Regions from separate parts of the Mus musculus genome. Here region 2 is linked to region 1. A link is a contact called in public ChIA-PET data. All regions are on one chromosome and are shown on one strand. The core of a region is the stretch at or near the end of the contact, and the rest is flanking DNA. Distances in the headings are between cores, read along the strand shown.

What was found. ChIA-PET counts read pairs in DNA pulled down with a chosen protein or histone mark.
Region 2: an RNA polymerase II ChIA-PET map of effector CD8 T cells shows a contact between it and region 1, with 69 read pairs. The contact joins the enhancer-like site here to the promoter of Tmem50b in region 1. A contact is called at or near these places in 1 of 39 promoter capture datasets (hematopoietic stem and progenitor cells), 11 of 115 datasets of contacts at active chromatin or transcription factors (the 230-238 cell line, CD8 T cells, the HPC-7 cell line and 8 more) and 1 of 9 other capture datasets (liver).

What each region holds. Positions count from the first base shown.
Region 1 is chr16:91,595,899-91,599,981 of GRCm38.p6, reverse strand. It overlaps Tmem50b (transmembrane protein 50B), which reads left to right and starts at 2,302. Exons shown (of 7, transcript NM_030018.3): 1 at 2,302-2,400.
Region 2 is chr16:91,440,611-91,444,693 of GRCm38.p6, reverse strand. No RefSeq gene overlaps it. Among named protein-coding and RNA genes, the nearest start is that of A930006K02Rik, 22 kb to the left of the region's middle. Within about 2 kb of position 2,138, at least 92 of the 459 cell types and tissues checked have an H3K27ac peak or open chromatin away from gene starts, as enhancers often do. A contact at or near this core is called in CD8 T cells, the HPC-7 cell line, the SCID.adh cell line and 5 more, where this site is marked.

The DNA of each region.
Region 1 (4,083 bases), core at 1,053-3,552:
GGGAATGGAGAATTAAGAGAACTCCAGACTCCAGGAGGAGAGCTTCCTTGAAACTCTTTTTGCCTCATGAGCAGCTTTTAGGCATCCCTGCCTGACAGGCTGACTCGACTGGAGTGCCGTGGCAAGTTTCAAAATCTCCCCAGCCTGGGGAGCCTCGACAGACAGGTGCTCAGGCCAGAATCTAACAACGTATATGAGCAGCAGGGTGTGCTGGCTCACTCGGAGGCAGAGACAGGTGGATCTCTATGAGATGGAGATCAGTCTGGTCTACAAAGCAAGTTCCAGGGCAACCAGGGCACTGTTACACAGGAAAACCATGTCTTGGAAACAAACAATCAAAAAAATCAGCAACAAGACAAAACAAAACCACCAAAGTATATGATTGCATAGCATTTGGTGGAGTTCCAATTCAAGTAATGCATGTATGGAGGTCTGGTCTTTTTCTTCAATATTCAAACTCATTTTATGTGTATGAGTGGTTTTATTTCCCTATTTATTTATTTATTTCATGTATATAAGTATACCATTGCTCTCTTCAGACACACCAGAAGAGGGCACCAGACTCCATTGTAGATGGTTGTGAGTCACCATGTGGTTGTTGGGAATTAAACTCAGGACCTCTGGAAGAGCAGTTGGTGCTCTTAACCATTGAGCCATCTCTCCAGCCTGTGTATTTTTGTTTTGCCTGAATGCATATATGTGCACCATTTGCATGCTTGATGTCCAGGGAATCCAGAAGAGGAAGGTGGCCCCTGGATCTGGAGTTACAGGTGGATGTGAGCCCCACTCTGGGTCCTCCGGTAGAGCATCTTCCCAGTCCCCCTTGCCCCCCTTTTTAACTGATGGAGAAGTGAAAGCAGACGGCACATTCTGGACAGGCAACGCACTACTACTACACTATATCCCAGATCCTCCAGTAGTTTTGAGACAGGACCTCACTTCAGCTTGATCTTTTGTTTTGTTTTGTTTTGTTTTGTTTTTGTTTTTGTTTTTTTCGAGACAGGGTTTCTCTGTATAGCCCTGGCTGTCCTGGAACTCACTTTGTAGACCAGGCTGGCCTGGAACTCAGAAATCCACCTGCCTCTGCCTCCCAAGTGCTGGGATTAAAGGCGTGCGCCACCACGCCCGGCTCGGTTTGGTCTTGAATTTGCTGTGTAATCCAGTCTGACTGGAAATAGAAATATGCTTGAGACCATGATCATACCCAAGCTGAGACATTTTGGAATGCAGGGATCACAGGCATGTATCACCACACCTGTTTATATGATGCTTGGGATACAAGCCAGAGCCTTATGTATTTAAGGCTAAATAATGTACCAACTGAACTACATTCCCTAGCTCTGGGACAGATACCTAAAGATGTTCCCTTCTGCTGCCCCTCTTGCTTGTTAGTGTGTGTGCATAATCCCATACTCCAAAAAGGAATTTATGCAGTGAATATTTATTGAATACCTAAATCCTAGATTATATACAAGAACTACAGGAGTAACAGGATCCAGGATGTCATTTGTGACAGTTACGTGACACAAAAATCTTTTTGCTTTACTCTATCTAGGTGAAGTGTGTTTTTACCTTCAATGTAGTAGTAACTTGGACTTTGCATCTTTCTTTAACTGCATTTATATTCTGTAGGAAATGTGGTTTTTGAAGTTATGCTGAAAAATCCAGAGGCAGTATCTCTAAAGGAGATAAGTAAAGATTTGCTCCCAAAACAAGCCAAAAATCTATTTGGATAGACGGAAAAAGGAATCAGGCTGAAATAGCTATGTAGCTTTGCTTTGCGGGTACCCTCAGAAAACCAGTACTGACTGGGATCCCTGGACCTGTAACTTCATCTTCTGAGGTCTTGGTTTTTGAACGTCTTGGAGTGCGTTCTCGACTCTCGGCAGCTGGTGAACAATGCTCAACTGCTGATATGCAAGAGGACCTTGCGTAATAGGCTTGGGTTCCCCGTACCGGTGCTCTCACCGATGCTGAGGCGCTTGAGTTTACACTACTACCGCAAACCGCAGCAGGAGAGGTCCGGACCTCAGCTCCAGGACGCAGGTAGAGCACCGCGCCAGCCCCGCCCTCAGGAATCAAGCCCCGCCCTCTATCTAATCGGTCGCACTATGATTGGTCTCCGCAGAGCGCACGGGTCCAGCCCCGTTCCGCCTCTGAGGTCCCGGTCCCGCCTCCAGGGGTTATGCCCCGCCCACGCAGGCCACTTGCTGCAATCCCATTGGTTCCTGCGGTGCGCACGGCGCCTCGCCCCCGCCCCACCGGCGCCCTGGCCTCCCGCCCGCCGCCGGCCCCCGGCTCCCGGACTGAGGTTGATCGGGCCGCTGCTTCCCGGACAGACGCGCGCCCTCGACGTCCCTGCTCCTGCCTGGGCTCGGTGTAGACTTCGCAGGTAGCCGGGTGAGTGCGGTTGGCAGGTCTCGGGTTTCTGTGATCTGCCGATCGAACGCAGGGCGCCGGCCCGGCGCGGCCTGAGGTTCTGTGGCGCCGCCCGTGTCGGTGCCAAGGAGCGCGCGGGCGACCGGCGGGGCCCGGCCTGCGCCCGCGTCCTCTCGGCGCCCCGTGGCCCTGACGCCGCCGTGACCCGCGCTCAGCCGAGGCAGGCCGCTCCGCCGCGCATCTCGTCCTGAGTCTGGGGAGGTCCCCAAGGCGATCGGTAGGGGATGGAGGTCCTGTGGGGCACCGCCGCAGCCGCCACCGAGGCCCCACGAGCGTCTGGGGACGAGCGACCCTCCCGTTTGCTCGGAGCCGTTGCCAGGAACTGTCCTTGTATCCTTGACTTTCCCCTCCATCCTGCAAGCGCTGGGGGGAGAGGGAGGAGAGGGAGGAGAGGGAGGAGAGGGAGGGAAGTCTTTGGGAATTCATCCTAAGTGGCGAGTGGCCTTTTCAGAGAAGTAGCAGAGCAGTGGTCGTTGTAGGCTAGGCCATTTTGGTCTTTAGCCAGTAAGTTGGTTTTCACCACTGGAAGGTACTTGAGCCTGAGAGGTGGGTAGATACGTGACCTTTCCGACCGTAGCAGCAGAGGGCTGGGCTCGCTCTTCCACCTTGCTGCTGCGATGGGAGGAGGGGCGTGGGAATTCAAACCTCTCGCTGGAGTAGATATGCTCACCCTCAACAACATCCACCCCCCTACCCCCCCGTGCATCCTTCGCGCTCCAACTCTTCACCCTATTTGTACCACAAATCCCATTTCTAGATAATTCCAGGGGCGCTTATTCCCAGGCTTCTCATCCTCCTTTCTCGTTTGTCTTTTCTACCTGTGTGCGGCTTCCAAAAACCAGAGCCAAGCAATTTAAACACTTAAACGAGCATAGTGTTCAAAGACTTCCTGATCCTAAAAATGAAACCCAGAGGTTAATTTGCATAGCGATGCTTCAAGAAAAGCAGGTTTAATCGGAACGGGGTGAGGATGTAGTTTTTTCCTCTTCAGGAGACACACCCTTTGATCCTCCCCATTCTTCCTCTATCAGCTAGACAGCAGCCTTCAACGCTATTGCGTTGTTTGGTTTTGGTTTTGGTTTTCTAAATTCACTACTGGGGTCAATTGATTAAAGAATCAATCTTGCTTAGTCCTTATGTGTCTTTTAATGTAATAAACATTGAAGAAGATTATCAAGTAAAGTTTTCAGACAATACAGAAACAGCAAATAAAAAGTGAAACCCTCCAGCACGCCTTAAATCCCAGCACTCAGGCAGGTGAGGCCAGTCTTGTCTACAGCTCCAGTTCCAGGACTGCCAGGACTATACAGAGAAACCCTGTCTTGAAAAAAAGGCTGGGGGAGTTCCTCAAAATTCTCTCCTTCACTCTCCACTCTTTATGTCCCAGTTCTACTCTTTTTTTTTTAATTATTTATTATATGTAAGTACACTGTAGCTGTCCTCAGATACTCCAGAAGAGAGCATCAGATTTTGTTACGGATGGTTGTGAGCCACCATGTGGTTGCTGGGATTTGAACTCGGGACCTTCAGAAGAGCAGTCGACGCTCTTAACCACTGAGCCATCTCGACAGCCCCCCAGTTCTACTCTTAAGGAGGCCATCATAACACAATGCTATTTGGCAACAGATAATGACACATTTACAC
Region 2 (4,083 bases), core at 889-3,388, 160 kb after region 1:
AGAAGAAGAAGAAGAAGAAGAAGAAGAAGAAGAAGAAGAAGAAGAAGAAGAAGAAATGATGTAGCAGCAGTAATAGTAGTAGTCATTTATTGATCTTAGTTCTGCAAGGATGGGGGTGTCCAAGATTGAGGTGCAAGCAGATTGAATGTCAGATGAGGACCTAGTCTCATAGATGGTGCCTCCTGTTTGTCTTTGGATGGTTAGTGTCTGTTATAGAGAGACTGGTCCCAGCCATAGGACTCCATCCTTGTGGCTTCGTCACAGGTAACAACTACCTCTCAGTATACCAGGACTGGATTTCAACATATGCACCGTAGAGCTACAGCAACACCAAGACCTTCACATCAAAATAACCTGGGTAGCTACATTTGTTTTTATCTGGAATAGTTTTGTAAGACCACTGATGCTGGGCCTTCACTCAAGTCCCGGGATGAGCTGGCCAACACCCCAACATCTCGAGAGAAAACCACACCTGATGCAAACTGCAAGAGATTTTATTATCAGCTAGCTGAGGACGGAAGTCCCTCTGCCGTGCAGGGCAGGGGAGTTTGACCCCAGGGGTGACAGTAGGGGGCTTTTAACAGCTAGCTGAGGAGTTGGGAGGAGTTGGGAGGAGTTGGGAAGAGTGCTTCTCTTCCGGGTGTCCTTGGTGAAATTTACAAGGCAGGAGTGGGGAGTGAGTTCTTTCTGAATTTTTATCTCTGTGTCCTCGGCATAGGAAGGCAGGCATCTCTGGTTGTACAGTATAGAAACAAAAAGGCTTTTTGCAGGCTATAGAGAACAAAGAGCTTTTTTCTAGCTGTATTTTTAAAGATCAGGGAAAATAAGCTTGGGGAACATCCAGGGGCTGTACCTTCCAGGGAGAAACGCTCTAAGTCGGGGTCTCACAGTTTTTACTAGTTTTGTTTTTCTCTTGCATGTGTGCTTTGGCTAACTATAGTTTTTTTTGTGTGTGTGTCTTGTTTTGTTTTGTTTGTTTTTTTGTGTGTTTTTTTGTTTTATCTGCATGTATCAAAGACTCTACTCCACATGTTCACTTGTTGTGCCAAGAAAACTTCGGTTACAATTTTAAAAAGATACATTAATTCAGTCCTCATTCTGAGTACTAACTCTGTAGAATGAGTCATGCCAGGTGCTACCACACAGGGAGGAGTAGCAGCGACATAGAGAGCTGCTCCCCAGTAGCACTGGTGGGGCAGAAAGACACGGCTCCAAGGTGATCAAAGGCCTCTAAAAAGAAACGGAGTTAACTTCTGATTTCCTGAACAGGTCTGAGTACCGAGTGAATCCAGCTAGCTGAGAATTAAAAACAGAAGTAACCATTTCCCAGAAAACACTTGTCCAAGCCTACTGGGTTTAGCCCGAGGAGCTGTGGAATGAACGAAGGAGCCAGCTAGCTAGGGTTGTTTCCGCTGCAATTTATTTTGGGGTGTGTATGTGGTGGGGTGAGGTTTGCTGACAAGAGCGTGGTCCTGGGTGCCAGCAGGATCAGTGGATTCTCAATTTTGAGTTGCAATGGGGGCAGCATTAAGTAAAAGTGGCTAAGACAGACTTCATCCAAATGAGATTGCACCTGGTTTATCTTAAAGCCAGTATCAAAGGGGACAGGCACGTTCCTGGGACGGAGAGTGCCAGCGTCACTGTCCCCTAAAACTCTGCCTATGCTGCCAATGGTTTTATTTGTGGCTTGTTGGGGGAACTGTGCATGGAAAACTGACTAGGGCATTTCCATCCCCCTCCACCCCCATGGCTGCAAGGCTGACATCCATAGTGACAGAAAAATGGGGTGCTTTGAAGTTAATCCAGCCACTGGAGCAGGGGGCCCTGTGAAGAAGCACAGTGAACCTGTGGGCAACCCAGGCAACCCGGGGTTGCAGGCTAGAGCCAGCAAAGGAGGCCAGGGATGGGGAGGAGAGGGAGAGAGTTTGTGTCTTGGGCCTTCTGTAAACAGGAGGACACATTCTGCCAGGACATCTTGGTGTCCCAGAGGACACCCTGCTGGTGTTGACCGTGACCCTAACACCTTGAATACTCAGAAATTCTTTTGCCTTGCCTTTGGGGGTTCTTCCTGCCTCCACTCCCTGGCTGTGAAGTTAGCAGCTTTGCCCACATCCTATCAGCACAGCCAGAGCCTCAGCACAGCCACCCACACCATGCGGCTCCAAGGGCTCTGTGGCTGCTTGTTATTCTATGTGGGAGATCCCTGTAGAAGAATAGAGGACCTGGCAAATAACGAGCTTTTAATAGGTAGTGCTTTTTCATCAATATCACATTTAAAAAAAAAAAAAAAAACATGTTCAGTCAGGATGTGATGGTGCATGCCTCTTTTTTTTTTTTTTTTTTTCCGAGACAGGGTTTCTCTGTATAGTCCTGGCTGTCTTGGAACTCACTTTGTAGACCAGGCTGGCCTCGAACTCAGAAATCTGCCTGCCTCTGCCTCCCGAGTGCTGGAATTAAAGGTGTGCACCACCATGCCCGGCGATGCATGCCTTTTTATCTAGCTCTTAGAAGTCTCAGGCAGGAAAACCATGACTTCAAGCCAACCTGTGTTACGTGGTGAGACTATGCTACCTTAAGAGGCAAGAGAAAGAAAACAAGGTTCCAAGCACATCTACGAGGAAGACAACTGTTATCTTAATTCCCCAGACCTTAGAACTCATCTTTGAACTCCTGGATCTCTCCCTGTGAGGCCCCTGCAGGCTCCACAGGGGAGGCGCTCACGATGCCCTATCAGCAAATGCAGACAGCTTCTCAGATGGTTGGGAGCTGCATAGGCAGTGTCCCCTACCTTGGCACCAAGAATGTGACACCTAACGAACACCACCCTTTCTGTAAGCCTGGACAGAAAATGTTATTCATGAGAAAAATAGAGATTGCTGAGACCAAATACCAGCACCAGTTTGCAAGGCCTGAGCAAACTTTTAAAGGGTCTATTTGTTCTTATTTTATAAACATTTGCTTGAATGTATGCTGAGTGTGCACCACATGCATGCCTTGTGGCCAAAGAGGTCAGAAGAGGGCCTCAGCTCCCTGGAGCTGGAGTTACAGGCAGTTGTAAGCTGCCACGTGATTGCTGGGAAGTGAGCCCAAGTCCGCTTCCAGAGCCACGGGTGCTCTTGACTGATAAACCACCTCTCTAGCCCCAGAAGTCACTCTTTGATTTGATTAAACAAGCAAACATGACCATTCGAACGCTTGTTGGCTCACGTAGTCTTTTTGCTTTGGGATTTATTTACGTTATTTGTGTTTTTCTTTTGCCCCACCTTTTAAAGAAAAAAAGTCTTTTTCTCTCTTGTAGGAGTGGTCTTGTCTCTGAATAGTTCTTTTTAGTTCACTTTCACCTTTCCAGCAGGGGTTTAACCTGTCCACTGTGGCCATCTTAGACCTGGTAACTTGTGAGTGTGGGGGACTGCTTGCATAACTTTGGGTTCTAAGCTTGGCCAGCTTTCTTTACTAGGTACCAGTGATAACCTAGCCAGCTGAGACAGTCAACTGTGTTTCCAGGTATTTCCTCACGTCCCCTGGGGGACAAAACCAACTCCCATGGAGAAACACTTCTCTGGTAATGAGAGTGCTCTAGAAATTTGAACATAGTCAACTCCTGTGTGTTTCAGAGAGGTCACGTGTAATTACTCTTTTCCTCCCAAGCAACAAGAAGGCAGAGATCCTTGGATTTAAAATTTTCCCCTTCTGAGGCTAATGAGGCCTTAACCCCAGACAAAGAGCTTCAGACAGCGAAGGGATGTTGACAGTGGGAGTCCTCCCCGGGAAAGTGCGCAGCAATTTGTTATCCAGGACCAAGGGGCCAGCCCCGAAAATGTACATACAAATGCAATCATATAGACTGAGCAGGTCACATTTAGGAATACACACACACACACACACACATGTATACACAGACACATATACATATACACATGTAACAACATTTTTAAAAAGGAGAGACCATGAACTTGAAGGAGTGCAAGATGAGGAATACAGGGAGGTCCAGAGAGATGAAAGGGAAGGGCAAAATGTTGTGATTATATTATATTCTCAAAAATGAAAGAAAAATGAAATGATATAATTAAGCAAAAAGTTCTT